Regions from separate parts of the Mus musculus genome. Here region 1 is linked to region 2. Evidence: chromatin contacts called from public Hi-C data. All regions are on one chromosome and are shown on one strand. Each heading gives the region's core, a stretch centred on a gene start, on an enhancer-like site or on the middle of the called end of the contact. The rest is flanking DNA. Distances are from core to core; before and after follow the strand shown. Region 1 has its middle 180 kb from the start of Fbxl17. Region 2 has its middle 75 kb from the start of Fbxl17.

Region 1 (6,990 bases), core at 4,244-6,743, 100 kb after region 2:
ATTGCTTGGAATATTTAAAAGAGATTTGGGGATTTTTTTTAAAAAAGAGATTGGATATTTTCAAAAGACTTGAGTTTTAATGTATTGGAGTTTGTAAGAACTATGGGACTTTAAAAAGTTATTTATATTTATAATGCGATATCACTATTCACGTGCCATCTTGAGATAAATGAGAAGGGAAAGGTTCTCATTGAAAAGTGAAGGATTTGGGTGTCATGTTGACAAGGGGTCCACTGTCTTGGCTCATTTTATATTGATGTGACACAAGATAAGAGTCATCAGAGAGGAGGGAGTCTCTGCTGAGAAAATCTCTCCATAAGATTGGGCTGTGGGCAAGCCCGTGGGGCTTTGGAAATGCGTTGCTCCAGGCTCTTCCAGCTTTCAAAGTTTCCATTGAGAAATGAGCTCTTAATCTGAGGAGTTTTCCTTTGTATGTGACTTGCATTCTTTTCTTACAGCTTTCAATACACTTTCATTGCTTTGCATGCATAATGTTTTAACCACGATATGCAATGAGGATTTTGTACTTTCGTTTGTCTATTTGATGTTCTGTGTGCTTCCTGTATCTCCATTGGTGTGTGTTTCCCTAGTTTGAGGAAGAGTACTTCTGTGGTTTTGTTGAAGATCTGGTCTATGCCATTGACTTGTGATTCTTCTCCTTCACCTATGCCTATAATTCAAAGGTTTGGGTTTTTTATTTTTATTTTTTCACGGTGTCCCACATTCTCTGTGTGCTCCTTTTCTGTGTTTTAATTTTTTTATATTCTGTGTTTACTTGGCCTGTATCTTGTATCCTTTATCTTGGAGTCCTAACACTCTGTTTTCTGCATGAGTCATTCTGCTTGAAGGCTTGACTTGAGTCTTTTTTTTTTTTAACTTAGTTATTGGGGTTTTTTATTCCATCTCCAGTTCTACTTGACTACTCTTGAATATCTCTGGGTCCTCGTTGAATTCCATTCTTCAGTCCTGGATTTTCTACGTGTCTATCTGCCTTTATGTTTGTGTTTTCTTCTCCATCTCATAGGTATCCATCCTCCTTTAATTCTTTCTCCTTACTCTAACTGAACTGTTTCTTTGAGTCTTCTTTAATCTCCTTGATTTCTTTTTTTTTAAAAAGATTTTATATATGTTATGTGTGTGAGTGTACCATCACTGCCCTCAGACATACCAGAAGAATCCTATTGGATCCTATTACAGATGGTTGTGAGCCACCATGTGGTTGCTGGGAATTGAACTCAGGACTTCTGGAAGAGCAGTCAGTGCTCCTAACCACTGAGCTATCTCTCCAGCCCTCCTTGGATTTTTTGATAGAGTTGATGGTTGTTCTCTTGAATTCTGCGTCCCAGGCTTCATCTGGGTGGTTCTCATCAGTAAGCATTCCTCCAGGACTGGCAGGTCTGGGAGAGAAGACACTGGTTTGATGTTTTATTTTATTTATGGTTTTGCAACGATATCTCAGTGTGTGGTCTTCAGTGAGTTCCAAGTCTGACATGGACGCAGCAGGTTGGGTTAGAAGAGAGGATATGATGTTAATTTGGTAATGCTAGAAGTTGGAAATGGCTTGGGTACATCCTTACAGAAGGATGTCAGTAGTTAAGTTCAAAGCAGTGTTTCATTCTATAAGTTCAAAGTAACAGTTTGACATGGCCTTGCTTTATCATAGTGCACACATGTGCTTTCGTCCTTAGACCTGACCTAGATTGAATGTTTTCCCTTGATCACACATCTGTCCCAACCCTATTTATCAGCCCAGGAATCACTAGGCTATGTAATGGTGACAGGAAAGGGATACCAGCGGTAAGAAGTAATCCTGGGATGAAATCTCTGAGGATCTTGGATCTTAGAGTGCACCTATTGCAGCCAAGCAAAATCATGGGCCATCTCCACAAAACTCACTTGCTTGCCGTAGCCTTTCCTAGGTAGTTTCTGACAGGTTCTCTCACACACACATAAATGGATTGCCACATCATCCTGTACCCTGCCATGGGCTGGTGAGGCTGAATCAGATTGCTGATATTCTGGGTCAGAGATGAACTAGGCCTGTATTATAACAGCATTTGGGCAGAGGATATAACATAACTTCCTAGAGACAGCAGAAAAATGTCTTTTAATCATAGATAGGGGCACCAGTAACACACCGAAGAAAAATCCCACCCAAGTTGACCTTGGTGGAATCAATGAATTTATCAAGGACCTTTCAAGAAAGAGAGTAAGGGCTTATATAGAGGAGCACAGGAGACCCAAGGGTGGCTGCATCACTGAAAAGCCCACTCGAGAGTAGCTGATGACTCGAAAGAGCTGCATCCACGGAGCCTCTTGCCCAACTTACAGAAGCCTTCACACCTTCTTCCTGGAAATTGTTCACTGCTCACATGACCTTGACAAAGGGCTTTGTGAGTCTTGCAAATTTCTTAAGTTTCCTGAGTCTTAAGTGCAACCCACCAAACTCCAGGAGGCAATGCTTCATTCAATTCAGAAGAAATAGCTACACAGCAAGGACAGAAAGTTCCTATAATAGCAAAGTGTCTCTTAGTGTGGCTTAAACCAGAGGAAATGCAGATATTGTAATGCTGAACAACAGTCTACATCATAGCTGGAACTCTAAACTTAATAGCTTATAGTTAGGGACTTGAGCCAGGATGTTGATCCTGCCTCCATTCCAGTTAGTAAATATTTACTGAGTACGTGGTACATGGCAGTTATGATTAGACACAGAGGGTGGGACACAATAGGCTAGTCGCACAAATCCATAATCCAAGCTACTCAGGAGATTGAGGCAGGAGGATCTCAAGTGCATACCCTGCTAAGGCACAGATTACATTCAAGTACAGCCTAGACAAGTTAGCGAAGCTCCACCGCAACATAACAAGTAGAAAGAAGGTAAAGGATATAAATCAGTGGTAGAATGCTTGCTGATGTGTATAGAGGCTATAGGTTCAGTCCCTACTGTGAGGGTTTGAATGAGAGTGGACCCAATAGGCTCAGATATTTGAATACTTGGTCCCTAGTCATTAGAACTATTTGGAAAGAATTAGCAGGTGTGGCCTTGTTGGAGGAGGTGTGTCAAGGAGGGCGGGCTTTGGGATTTCAAGATTCTACACTCTTAGCTCTCTACTTCATACTTGTGGATCAAGATATAGGCGCTCAGCTACTTCCCGCCCCAGCATCATGTCTGTCTGCCTGCAGCTACGCTCCCCGTCATGATGGTCATGGACTCTAATCTTCTGAGAGTGTAAGCTGAAATTAGATGCTTGGTTTAGACATTGCCTTGGTTCTGGTGTTTTAGTACAGCAATAGAAAAGTAACTAAGATGTCAACTCTCACAACTTTTTTCATTTCAAAATTAAAAGAGTGATTTGGATCGATCTATTTTCTGTGTACCATGTACATGCCCGGAGGACAGGAGAGAATGCGGGTTCCCTGGAACTGGAGTCACAAGAAGTTGTGAGCCCCCATGTGGAGGCTTTGCAAGAGCAATGGGTGATTTCTGGGTATTGATGTGAGAAGGCAGGAAAGGAATGGAGGAAACTCTGGAGATGGAGAGGGGCAGGTTCTGGCAGTAATGAAGGGTGAGTGTCAGTGGAACTAGGTTAGGCAGACTGGGGAGACAGTTAGGAGGACTTGGAGGGCGCTTAGAAGGGATACAAAAGCAGAGGAGGGCCCCAATAGGGAGACCAAGGTTTCTGGCACCTAGTACACAGTGTCATGTCAACCTTCATTACACCTGAGTTGTGACAGGAAATTTTGATCATTACCTTCAGTCATCTCAGTGGGATAATAGAGAGTGAGGTTGTTCTACCCCTATGCGGTTTCTGTAAATGCCACCAGCAGTGAGCCCAGAAATGTTCAATGGCACTAAATTATATTTTCTGCTTTCCAATTCTCTAAGGGAAAAAGGCTAGACCCCTAACCCTCCCTAGTCAACATACTCACCGAGCCGAGCCACAGGAGCCTTACCTCTGTGAGCAGCACAATGTGGCTCAGCTGATCATGACAAGGAAGCTAAGAGAACCTGCTCCACAGGTCGCTCACTTGCTCTCTACCGACCACAGAAAGTGCTCTGGTACCGCACTTCCCTACTGCAGGGATGGTTGCCCCTGATTTACAGTCTCTGAGGGCCGCTCCAGCTTGCTTTCATCATGGTTGCCCCAAATCACAGCTTCAAAAGCTGGTCAAAGAAGCGTCTAGAGAATCGTCTTCTGGGTAGACTGTTACAACTCTTCAGATCCTACTCTGCTTTGCTGTGGAGTGGAAGTGGAGCGCAGGCACCAGAATAAAAGCTACTTTGGGGCCTGCAAGGTGGCTCCGTGGGTAAAAGCACTCACTGCCAAGGCAGCTGGCCAGAGTTCAATTCCCAGGATCCACGCTATGGAAGGAGAAAAGTGGACTGCCATAAACTGTCCTCTGAACTCCCACACACTCGCCCGCATCCAACACATGCACACAAATAATAAACAAACAAATAAATAAACAAATAAATAAATAAACTTAATGTTAAATTAAAAAAAAAACCATTACCATTGTTAGGAGTTGATTGACACCTTGAAAATTCAACAATGGAGAGTAATCAATGCTTTGCTTCTGATACTTAAATCCTGCTCCAAGCACTGCCTAGATTGTCTCACTAGACTCAGATCTGTGTACCCGTCTCATGTGTTCTAGCGCAACACTTGACTAGAGTATTGTCCAACCAAACAGTTGGCCTCAGTGTACTCCAGAAATATTTCCTGGGAAGTTTCATTCACTTTATTTTGTTCAGATCAAGGCCAAGCACGCTAACCCCTCTTAAACACTGGTGACTTGTCCTGCTGTGATTTTATGTCCCACCTTGATCATGCCATTTGGGGTCCCTCCCCTTCTCACAGGGATCTCTTAAGAGGACTTGGTGGACAGCACAAAAGATGACATTTACTCATTATAAATGTACATTGTAGTTCTTACTGCAGTCAAGTGCCTGTGACAATAATGCCTTAAACTGATTCATGATACATGCCACTAACATGTTCTTCATATTTGTATTACGTATGAAAACATCAAACACTATCTGGGAGATTTTGTTTCTATTCCCTCTTTTTTATTTTTATTTTTCAGTTGTCTGGTGAAGCATGTTCCCCATCCTGCTGTGATATTCTCCCCTGTCCACCCAAGATCCTCTGTTTATTTGTCCTCTCAATCCTTAGGAATTTGGAGACAGGAAGCTTGCTACAGGAGATAGAAGCCACGGGGTATCTACAGTGGTTATTTTTCTTCTTATGAGTGGAATGAAGTTGGGTCTTATCTCTCTGAAGGAACTCATAAATCTCTGGATACAATGAGCTCTAGTCTGGGAAATAAACCAAAAATTTTAATTTGGACTTTTTAAATGCTGCACTTCAGTGGTCCAAAGAAAATAACGAGTCACATATTTTCAAATACTGTAATGTGATTTATATACACCATTGTAATCTGGACACAGACTCAAGACACATGCAATCCCTCTGCTCCCTGGAGGCCCTTAGTGATGACATCACTTGCTAAAAAGTTGACAGGGAGAATCTCGAAGAATGTAGTGGAAAACCCCCAGCTGCATCTGCAATTGGTTATGAAACTCACAAAGATCAGATGTTTGTTATACTAGGAAAGATGACTACATCTTTGTGGGATTTGAGAGACTCTCTTGCTGTTACCACAAAAGATGTTAGGTCCTGCTCTGTCTACTTAAAGGCCCAGACTTTGAAATTTAGTAACAAGGGTCTAAGCTTGGGGACTTACCACTACCTTTCTGGCAAGAGTAGGGGCTAAAGTATATAGTGATAAAGGGGAAAATCCTACCCCTTGCCGCTAACCAACTCCCTTCACTCTCACAGTGAAGAGATTAGTGAAACTGAAGAAGATCTGTTCAAAGCAGATTTCGGCAGGCAGGCCATCTATGGAGACCATACAGCATAGAGAGAAGATCCCTATGTGCTGTTGTTCCCTGTGTTGGGTCTAGAGCCTTGACCACTATGTGCATTGAGAACCTGGGAAAGTTTCAAGAGGTGCCAGGGGTGCCAGAGAGAATGGCCTCGTCCCTCACTGGATGTTTTGTTCTGGAGAGCTGGCTCCATCTCTCATTGCTGGCGGCTCTCGGGAGAATGGGCCCTGAGCCTCGCCAGTCAGCACAGTAGAGCTGGCCCTGGTGGAGGGATTGCAGGTGAACCAGCCCCAAGGGTGAGGGCACTTGTCTGCGGTGAGATGGCATGGGTGCGTTGTGATGCTCTTTCCCCTCCCCCTCACCGTGACCTGTAGTAACTGGGAGGGCTGGCCCCGGGGTCACTAGAGAGGACGTCTATCCAGCGCTGCCCCATCACTGGCTGTGGGACTTGGGAGAGTGGGCCCTGCACAGATGACGGACAGGCCCAGCTGGATTAACCCTTGTACTTTGAGAAGGTTGAATGTTAGGCGTCCACCTGAAGATAAGGGCAGATTTTTGAGCAGGAGAAATGAGCTCTCCCTAATGGAACTGTTCAAGGTTACCTTAACAGTCCCCTTCTGAAAAGATAACTCTAGTACCATCTATGAAGTAGACTGAACTTGGGGAATAGATATATTTCTACTTGAAAATCCAGGGATTGATTCCTGAAGCTGTTCACCAGAAGGGACTAGTATGAAATTGGAGTTTCCATCAAACCTTCATGTATAGTCCCCAGGTAAGTATGCTAACTTTGAAGGATTTAAAAATATTTAAAAAGAACCAATCCCTCCACTCCCCAGACTAGTGCTTTTCTTGCCAACTGAGGCTATAGGTACAGAGAACCTATTATTTACTTTATGGAAGCCCAACTTGTCAATAAAAAAGACTATGGCCAATGAGCTGAGACAGGAAATAGGAGATGGAACATGAGAGAGAGAGAGAGAGAGAGAGAGAGAGAGAGAGAGAGAGAAGGGGGAGGGGAGGGGGGAGAGGGTGGAGGGGGAGAGGGAGGGGAGAGAGATTTGGCTAAAACTCTGAGGAGGAGATGGTCACATAAA
Region 2 (7,583 bases), core at 2,614-5,113:
CCAGTTGTGATCATGAAGAGACCAGCATCATTGGAGTGAAGCCTTCTGGGAAGTACTTCCTCAGGCTCAGCACTAAGAAACTGTGTTCCCGAAGCAGCCATGTGCTGGCAGCCACACCAGGTGGAATTTGTTTGAAGACAGGAAGGGGTCATGGAGAGCAGTTAAGGCTTGTCACATCATCATTGACGTGAAGTCTTCTGGGAAGTGTTTCCCTTGAGCTCAGCATACAGAAGCTGTGTTCTAGAAGTGGCCTTGCACTGGCAGCCAAACTTGGTAGTATAAGAATCATCTATGTGGCACTGGTTTTGAAGGCATGAAGGGGTCATGGAGAGCAGCTGAGGGTTGGCATTGTGTGGCAGGGCTAAAGTTCCTGAAGAGAGCACAGAAGAGGCTATTGGTAAATGTGCAGCCCTGTTGCAGCAGGGACCCCAACATTTTGGAGATGTCAGTTTCATGGGATGACCAGCAAGAAGAGTAGTCATAGTAGAGTGGAGTCAGCTGGAGCCTCCTCCATGTGCATTGAGCAGCACCCCTCTACAGCCCCTGTATCAGCTCCTGCCTTCAGGTTTCTGTCCTGCTTGAGTTTCTGTCTTGACTTCATTCTGTGATGAACAGCAACTTGTTCTGCATGGTTCAGAGAGCAGAGCCAGAGAAGTGACCCAAGCCATTTGTAGAATGGTGAGTAAATCCCAGACATTAGATGTTGCGATATCCATAATGTCGGAGTAAGGTTTTTGTTTTATTTAGATTGTGACTGTGCTCTGCTTATCCCCCTTGGAAGTAAGAAAGCATTTAATTAATTTTATTTTACATGATCCCACAGTTGAGAGACTTTGAATTTTAAAAGACTTTGCCGTTTTTTAAGTATTTGTATTTTTAAGGACTGTAAGTTTTAAAATTTTTGGGATGTTTATATTAATGTGTGATCTTGAAGAAGTAAAGGAAAGAAGGGTTGTGGCTTAATGATGATGTACACGTGTGTCAAGTTGACCAAAGGGTCAATTATGCTGGATGGTTCTGTGTCAGCTTGGCACAGGCTGCAGTTATCTAAAAGGAGGGAGCCTCAGTTAAGAAAATGCCTGCATAGGATCTGGGTGTAGGGCATTTCTTAATTAGTGATTGATGGGATAGGGTTCAGCCCATGGTGGCTGGTGCCAGCCTTGGGCTAGTGGTCCTGGGTTCTATAAGAAAGCAGGCTGAATAAGCCATGAGGAGCAAGCCAGTGATCAGCACCCCTCCATGGCCCCTGTGTCAGCTCCTGCCTTCAGGTTCCTGTCCTGCTTGAGTCCCTATCCTGTCTTCCTTCTGTGATAAACAGTGGTGTGGACCTGAAAGAAGCCAAATAAACACTTTCCTTCCCAAGTTGCTTTGATTGTGGTGCCTGATCACAACAATAGTAACCCTGACTAAGACATCAAGAAGATCTAAATCTCTATTTGAAGGCCATAACGTGTTTTCTCATTAACCTAAAATGTCTAACCTGTCGACTTAAAGGAAGTTAAGGAATACTCAGGATCCAGTACACATGCGTCCACTTTCTCCAATAATAGCAAGCTGCATAGTTTGTATAATTTTCATCCACCTACATGTAAAACTCTATGTGACTTCGTCCCATGTGTGGATTTGTATAAACTACTTTATTTCTTTGGCTGAGTTTGTTTTACATCTGCCTTGTCCCTGTCACCTAGAAACATCAGTCTGCTCTACATCTCTATGACTGTGTCATTTTTAAGAACGGTATGTGAATGTGGTTGTACAGTATTTAGCCATTTGAGGCTGGCTTTCAACTAAGTGTGATTACCTTGTGATCCACCTTGGCTGAGCGTTGTAGAAGTTTATTCTTTTTTATTGCTTACTGGTAGTACATTGGTGTATGGTTCATCTGTTGAAGGACATTAGATTGCCTTTTGTGTTTGGTGATGAAAGTAAAATTGCTGTGAATATTCTATCTAGGTTTTTGTATAAGTATCTTTGGGACAAATGCCCTAAAGTGTGACAGGTGGGTTATAAGGCAGATACATGTTTGGTGTTTGAAGAAACTGCCAAGTTATTTCTTGAAGTTGTTGTATCCTTTTGCACTCTTCCCAGGAATACATGCATGGTGTGTCGTCTCCTTGTGCTGGGACCACTGAGGGCTGCCATTATTCTTTCCCACAGCTGTTCTAGCAATCTTGTGGTGAGCACACTAGGGCTTTACTTTGCGTTTCTGTAACGGCCAACAGTGCTAACAGTCTCTCACTCTGCTTGCTTGCTGGTCTTACCTCGTTCTTGGTAAGCAACTCTTCATTTCATTATACATTTTTAATTGTATATTTACTTTTTCTCCTTCCTTCTCCTTATCTCTTCCTACTCCTTAACTTTTGAGATTTGTATTCAGAATAAAAGTGCTTGTCCCCGTGTGAGGTTCATGTATTCTTCTCCGTCCTATAATCATAACACAATCTTTCACAGAGTAAATGTTTCAGGTGGGTCCTAGTTCATGTTCTTTTGCTGTGATAAAACACTGATCAAAACATCTTGGGGAGGGGAAGGGTTTATTGGGCTTATAGTTACAGTCCACCACCAAGGAACGTCAACAGGGACTCGGCAGGCACCTGGAGGCAGAGACTTACAGACGCTGTGGAGGATGGAGGACCACAGCTAACTGGCCTGTTCTCCATGGCTTGCTCATCTTATGTTCTTATTCAAGACCAGCTACTCCAGGATGGTACTGACTGTAGTCTGCTGGGCACCTCCCACACCCATCGACAACCAAGGAAGAAGTCTACAAGCCAATCTGATTCCTGGGTGGCTTTAATTTCTGTCAAGTTGAAGCAGTCTAACTAGCACATATATTAAGGGAATTAGTCTATGATTATCATATTTCTAGGAAATATCTTTCCTGGCTATGGTACCTTTGTTTCATAGTTTTTCTTTCTATTGTAGCCAATTTGATCATTATTTTAATTCGATGTCCATTTTATATTATACTTTCTCTAAACTGTACAAAATATATTTTTTTCCCAATTTGGCATCTGTAATTTGCTCTTCGATTTTGTTCAGCTGCCTCAAAAAACATAGCTCTTTACAAAAGATTTTTAATCATTGACATTTCAGCGATCCTGTCTTTATGTCACTGCTAATTTGAGATGTTAAAGTTGACCTCTAAAGAGTACACCCAAGTCTTGTGTCTGTCAATACAAAAGCTGACAATGTTGTCTCCCAGAGTAGCGTGCACTCTATATCCGTCCTTCTGCCATTCAAAACCCCATGATAGAACTGGATGTGTATCCCAGTGGTGTGAGGCACGCTGAATTCAATCCTAACTGCGCAGCATCAAACAGCAAATTCTACACAAAAGGGAAGTAAGAAGATGGCATGAAAGATTAAAAAGTATACATAGCTATAGGCAAATAAAAGAGTAAAATTTTATAGAATATTACATATAACTATGAAAATATATTTGAAATGATGAAAGAATTGATTTACTTAGAAAAATATAATTAATCAAAATTGAACAAAGAAATTGAATTGGTCAGTTTTCATGGAGGAAATGGAGATTTGCCATCGCAAAGGGGACTGAGACATGGCACAGCAGTAGTGGAAAAGTGACATCCACTTTACACTGGTAATGAATGGGCAGATCACAAAATAATAAGGTTTGTAAAACCAACTGCCCGGGGTTCCGTTTAATACAGCAGGCCTGCCAAAGCAAAAAGATGAAAGTGGTCGGATGCCTTCTCATTTCTTTTAAGTTAATGACTGTATAATTTTTCTCCAGAGAAAAGATGTTGTATATAGAAATGAACAGATGTGGGTCTGGGGCCCTGGTTCCACTTTGTTTAATTACTGAATTTTATCTGTTTATTCTAGAAGCCTCCAGATGGCAGCATTTTCCTGTGGAAGAGATGCTGGGTGCTTGTGGCTCAGCTCTGCTTTGCTTTCTAACAGCACCCAGGAGTCAGGCTGTCAACAGGAGGAGACAGGAGGAAAGGTGGGAGACATGTTCCAGAATATTCTGAGCTGTTATACTCTAATGTACCATCCACAAAGAACCTTTGTGAGTTGACAGCTTGCATAGGCAGTTCCCCAACAACCATAATAGAAAGAGGGTTTAATTATTTTATATATATAAAGCAATATATATACCCTGTTTTTATATAACAAAATTTATTGATATATGCATATATATATGTATATATCTTATTTTACTTATTCACTTTACATACTGCCCGTTGCCCTTCTTCTGGTCACCTCCTCCCACAATCTTTTACCCCACCCTCCTGAAACAGGTATTTTATTTTGAGTTAAGTTTGTAACACTCTGGTTAGAAAGCTGATTTGTGTGTGTGTGTGTGTGTGTTTTGTTCTTCACATACCACTTGCACAGAAATGATTTTTATTTTTCATATTTTAAACCTTGGGCAGTGAAGAGTCAAGATTGCAATCACGCAGACGCTAACACTCAACCCTTATTAACTGCAATCGTCATGGTGTGGCGACCCCCAACCATAACATTATTTCGTTGCTACTTCCTAACTGTGATTTTGTTGACGTGATGAATCATAATGTAAATATCCAATGTTCGACCCTTGTGAGGAGCCGGGACCCACAGGTTGAGAACCACTGCTGCGGAGCCAGTCCTCGGCGCTCTGCTTATCATGGCATTCTCTGGTCCCAACATCCCGCTTCTCCTCACACCTGGAGTAAACCAGAGGCCTTCGATGCCTCTGAACCATCTGCCCTTCCCGCCCCTCTCAGCATCTTCTGTCACTTTGTTGTAACGCTGCTCTTTCTTCCTTGAATGCAATTATGTCTTTTCTGTGTCAGGATCTTCGCTTCCCAGCACCTCTAGGGTTGTGTGGCTCGCTTACCCATTCAAGTCTTTCAGCTATCATTTTTCAGAGAGTTCTTCCCTGATCACTACCCCCTTCTCTTCATTGTGTCTTTATTCCCCCCATATTAAAATAAAGAAAATATCTGATGCGTTCTCGTGTGTCTTAACCAAACACAATATAAATTCCATGAAAAGATGGGGCTTTTTTTTTCTGTCTTCCTTAATCTATAAAAATGCCCAACATATGCCACATACTAGGTGCTCAATAATGAGTTTGTTGATTGAATGAAAGAACAGAGCAAACTTCAGTCAATTTATATGTCCATTTCATCCGTTTTGATATAGCATGTAGCAAATAGAACACAGAAGCTCAAACTCTGTTGAGAGATAGTAGTAATTGTCAGTACTGGCATCATTTTCTACGTTTTTTTTAATTTTTATTTTGTTCTTTTCATTTCTTACTTTTCTTTTTTTCTTTCCTTTTCCCTTTTTCTTTTCCTTTCTTCCTTCCTTTTTTATTTATTATTTCCTAAGCATATATTTGATTTTAAAAACCACCCCCCCAAGGGTTAAGAGCACAGTCTGCTCTTCCAGAGGTCCTGAGTTCAATTCCCAGCAACCACATGGTGGCTCACAACCATCTGTAATGGATCAGATGCCCTCTTCTGGTGTGTCTGAAGACAGCTATAGTGTACTCACATACATAAAATAAATCTTCAAAAACAAAACAAAAACACCCCCAAGAAATTCCACAAGTCCCTCCCACAGATAGAGCCATGGCAAAGGCTGCTGAGAAGAGAGGAATTGTTCTTGACTAAGAATGAGGTCCCTGATAGATTATCTAGTCCTGTTATTCCTAAACATATAAATATACACTAGACTCGGAGGTGTGTGTGTGTGTGTGTGTGTGTGATAATAATTAAAACAAGAGGCTATGAGGTGTGAGGAAAACCCCCCAACCATAAAAAAAACTTAATAAAAAGTTCTCCCTAAATTTACCAGTGATCATATAAATTATAGCAGCCTGATATCTCTAGCACTTACATAATTAAAAGTGGGATCAGCATCAAATTATCCCATAAGAGATCATTGAAATTAATTCTTAAATGAAGGTAATTTTATTGAGAACTTCTGTAAGTCACTGAAAGAGCTTGTCACGGATGTCAGAAGAGTATCTGCATTAGTAATCCCGGATGATACTTCGTCCTGCAAACAGCTCTCAGGCATAGAAGCTGCAGGCTGGAGAGTGCAAGGTGAGAGTAAATGAAGACTTGAGATCCACTCACTCAGGCTGCATCTCAGCTGCAGTTCAGTTCCTGGTACTGCTACCAGCCGGTCCTCGCCTTGTGAGTGGACTGCATCCTGCATGCACATGTGCAAAGAAAAAGTCCGAGAAATTCTACTAAGTTAAAAGAAATTCATTAAATACTCTTTCCATTTGCATGGATATAGTTATAACCACAGTGCATGAATTCACTAATTAAAGTTTTAATAAAATATTCTATTATAAAGGATATTCGAATAATTTCTTAATTTTTTTCCTTGGTACTAAGAAAAACAATTCCAAGCTGAATTATATTACATATTTTCTTGGAAGAATAATAAAGGACTTAATTTTTCATAGAATCTTACTGAGTACTCCTCTCAGTTTTCTAAATGCCCAATACCTTAACTTTTATTGAAAAAATGATTATGATTATTTTGTTCATACTTATAAAATAATAACTTTAATCTGTTATTCTATAATGTCCTAAGCACTATGCTGAGCGTATTCAAATTACTTGACAAATATTCCTGGGCTAGGCTTGGAAGCTGGATGTCTTCATCATAGGGCTTCAGTGGCTCTAACTTCTCACTTACTTGGTGAAATCTTCAGAACTGTCTGAACTTGGTGGCCTACTCCTTCCCTTTCCTTAGGCTTCAGAGGTCTTGTAGCCTAGGCTGGCCTCAAACTTGAGTGCTTGATTACAGACATACCACCTTGCCCAGTTTTATGTGGTGCTGGGAATGGAAGTCAGGGCTCTGTGTATGGCAGGCAAATACTGTACCAATTAAGTAACATACCTAGCTCCGAATGGCTAAAACTTTTAATGAAGGAAAGCCCATGTATCATGACAAATCAGGTCAAGTTAGCATAAATTGTGCAGGAGAGTAATGAAGCTCCTTCATGTTTTATCGCCATAAAACCAGTGACATGTTAAGGAATTGCTGCCTATAACAGTAGTATTGCTTCGGTTTATTTCCACAGGTACAAATCTGATGCATGTGTGTCTTGTACCTTTTCAATGAGATCCTCACTAATTGTCTTTAGTGATGTCTTAGTTACTTTTCCACTTGTGTGATAAGATACCATGACCAAAGCAACTTATAGAAGAAAGCCTATATGAGGAGTTCAGAGTTTCAGAGTATGAGTCCATGATCACTATGTCGGGATCATGGCAACAGGGAGGCAACAGGTATGCTAGAGTTTACTCCAACAAGGTCACACCTCCTAATCTTTCCCAAACAGTTCTATCAACTGGGAACCAAGTATTCAAACATATGTTCCTATGGAGACCACTCTTATTCAAATACCGCAGACTATTTCTTGCCTTGACTTAACACAGGGTAATTCATCATAGGGAAGCTTTTTGATGCAGAAACTAAAACCTTCTCAGTTATATGACAAGATCACAGTACATTTTTCTAGCATAACAAGGTGGATATAATGGACATCTGTAGTTCATTTCTGCTTAGCATCCGTTCCCCTATAATGATATCAAGTACAC

What was found. Hi-C and Micro-C count contacts between places; a contact is called where the count stands out from the background.
Region 1: a Hi-C map of embryonic fibroblasts shows a contact between it and region 2, with 2.9 times the contacts expected there. The contact joins two enhancer-like sites. A contact is called at or near these places in 1 of 15 datasets of contacts at CTCF or cohesin (the NIH/3T3 cell line), 13 of 484 Hi-C or Micro-C datasets (the C2C12 cell line, cerebral cortex, cortical neurons and 6 more) and 5 of 115 datasets of contacts at active chromatin or transcription factors (the NIH/3T3 cell line, embryonic fibroblasts, fibro-adipogenic progenitors and 2 more).

The regions. Positions count from the first base shown.
Region 1 is chr17:63,672,943-63,679,932 of GRCm38.p6, forward strand. No RefSeq gene overlaps it. Among named protein-coding and RNA genes, the nearest start is that of Fbxl17, 180 kb to the left of the region's middle. Within about 2 kb of position 5,494, at least 51 of the 459 cell types and tissues checked have an H3K27ac peak or open chromatin away from gene starts, as enhancers often do. A contact at or near this core is called in embryonic fibroblasts, where this site is marked.
Region 2 is chr17:63,571,903-63,579,485 of GRCm38.p6, forward strand. No RefSeq gene overlaps it. Among named protein-coding and RNA genes, the nearest start is that of Fbxl17, 75 kb to the left of the region's middle. Within about 2 kb of position 3,864, at least 5 of the 459 cell types and tissues checked have an H3K27ac peak or open chromatin away from gene starts, as enhancers often do. A contact at or near this core is called in embryonic fibroblasts, where this site is marked.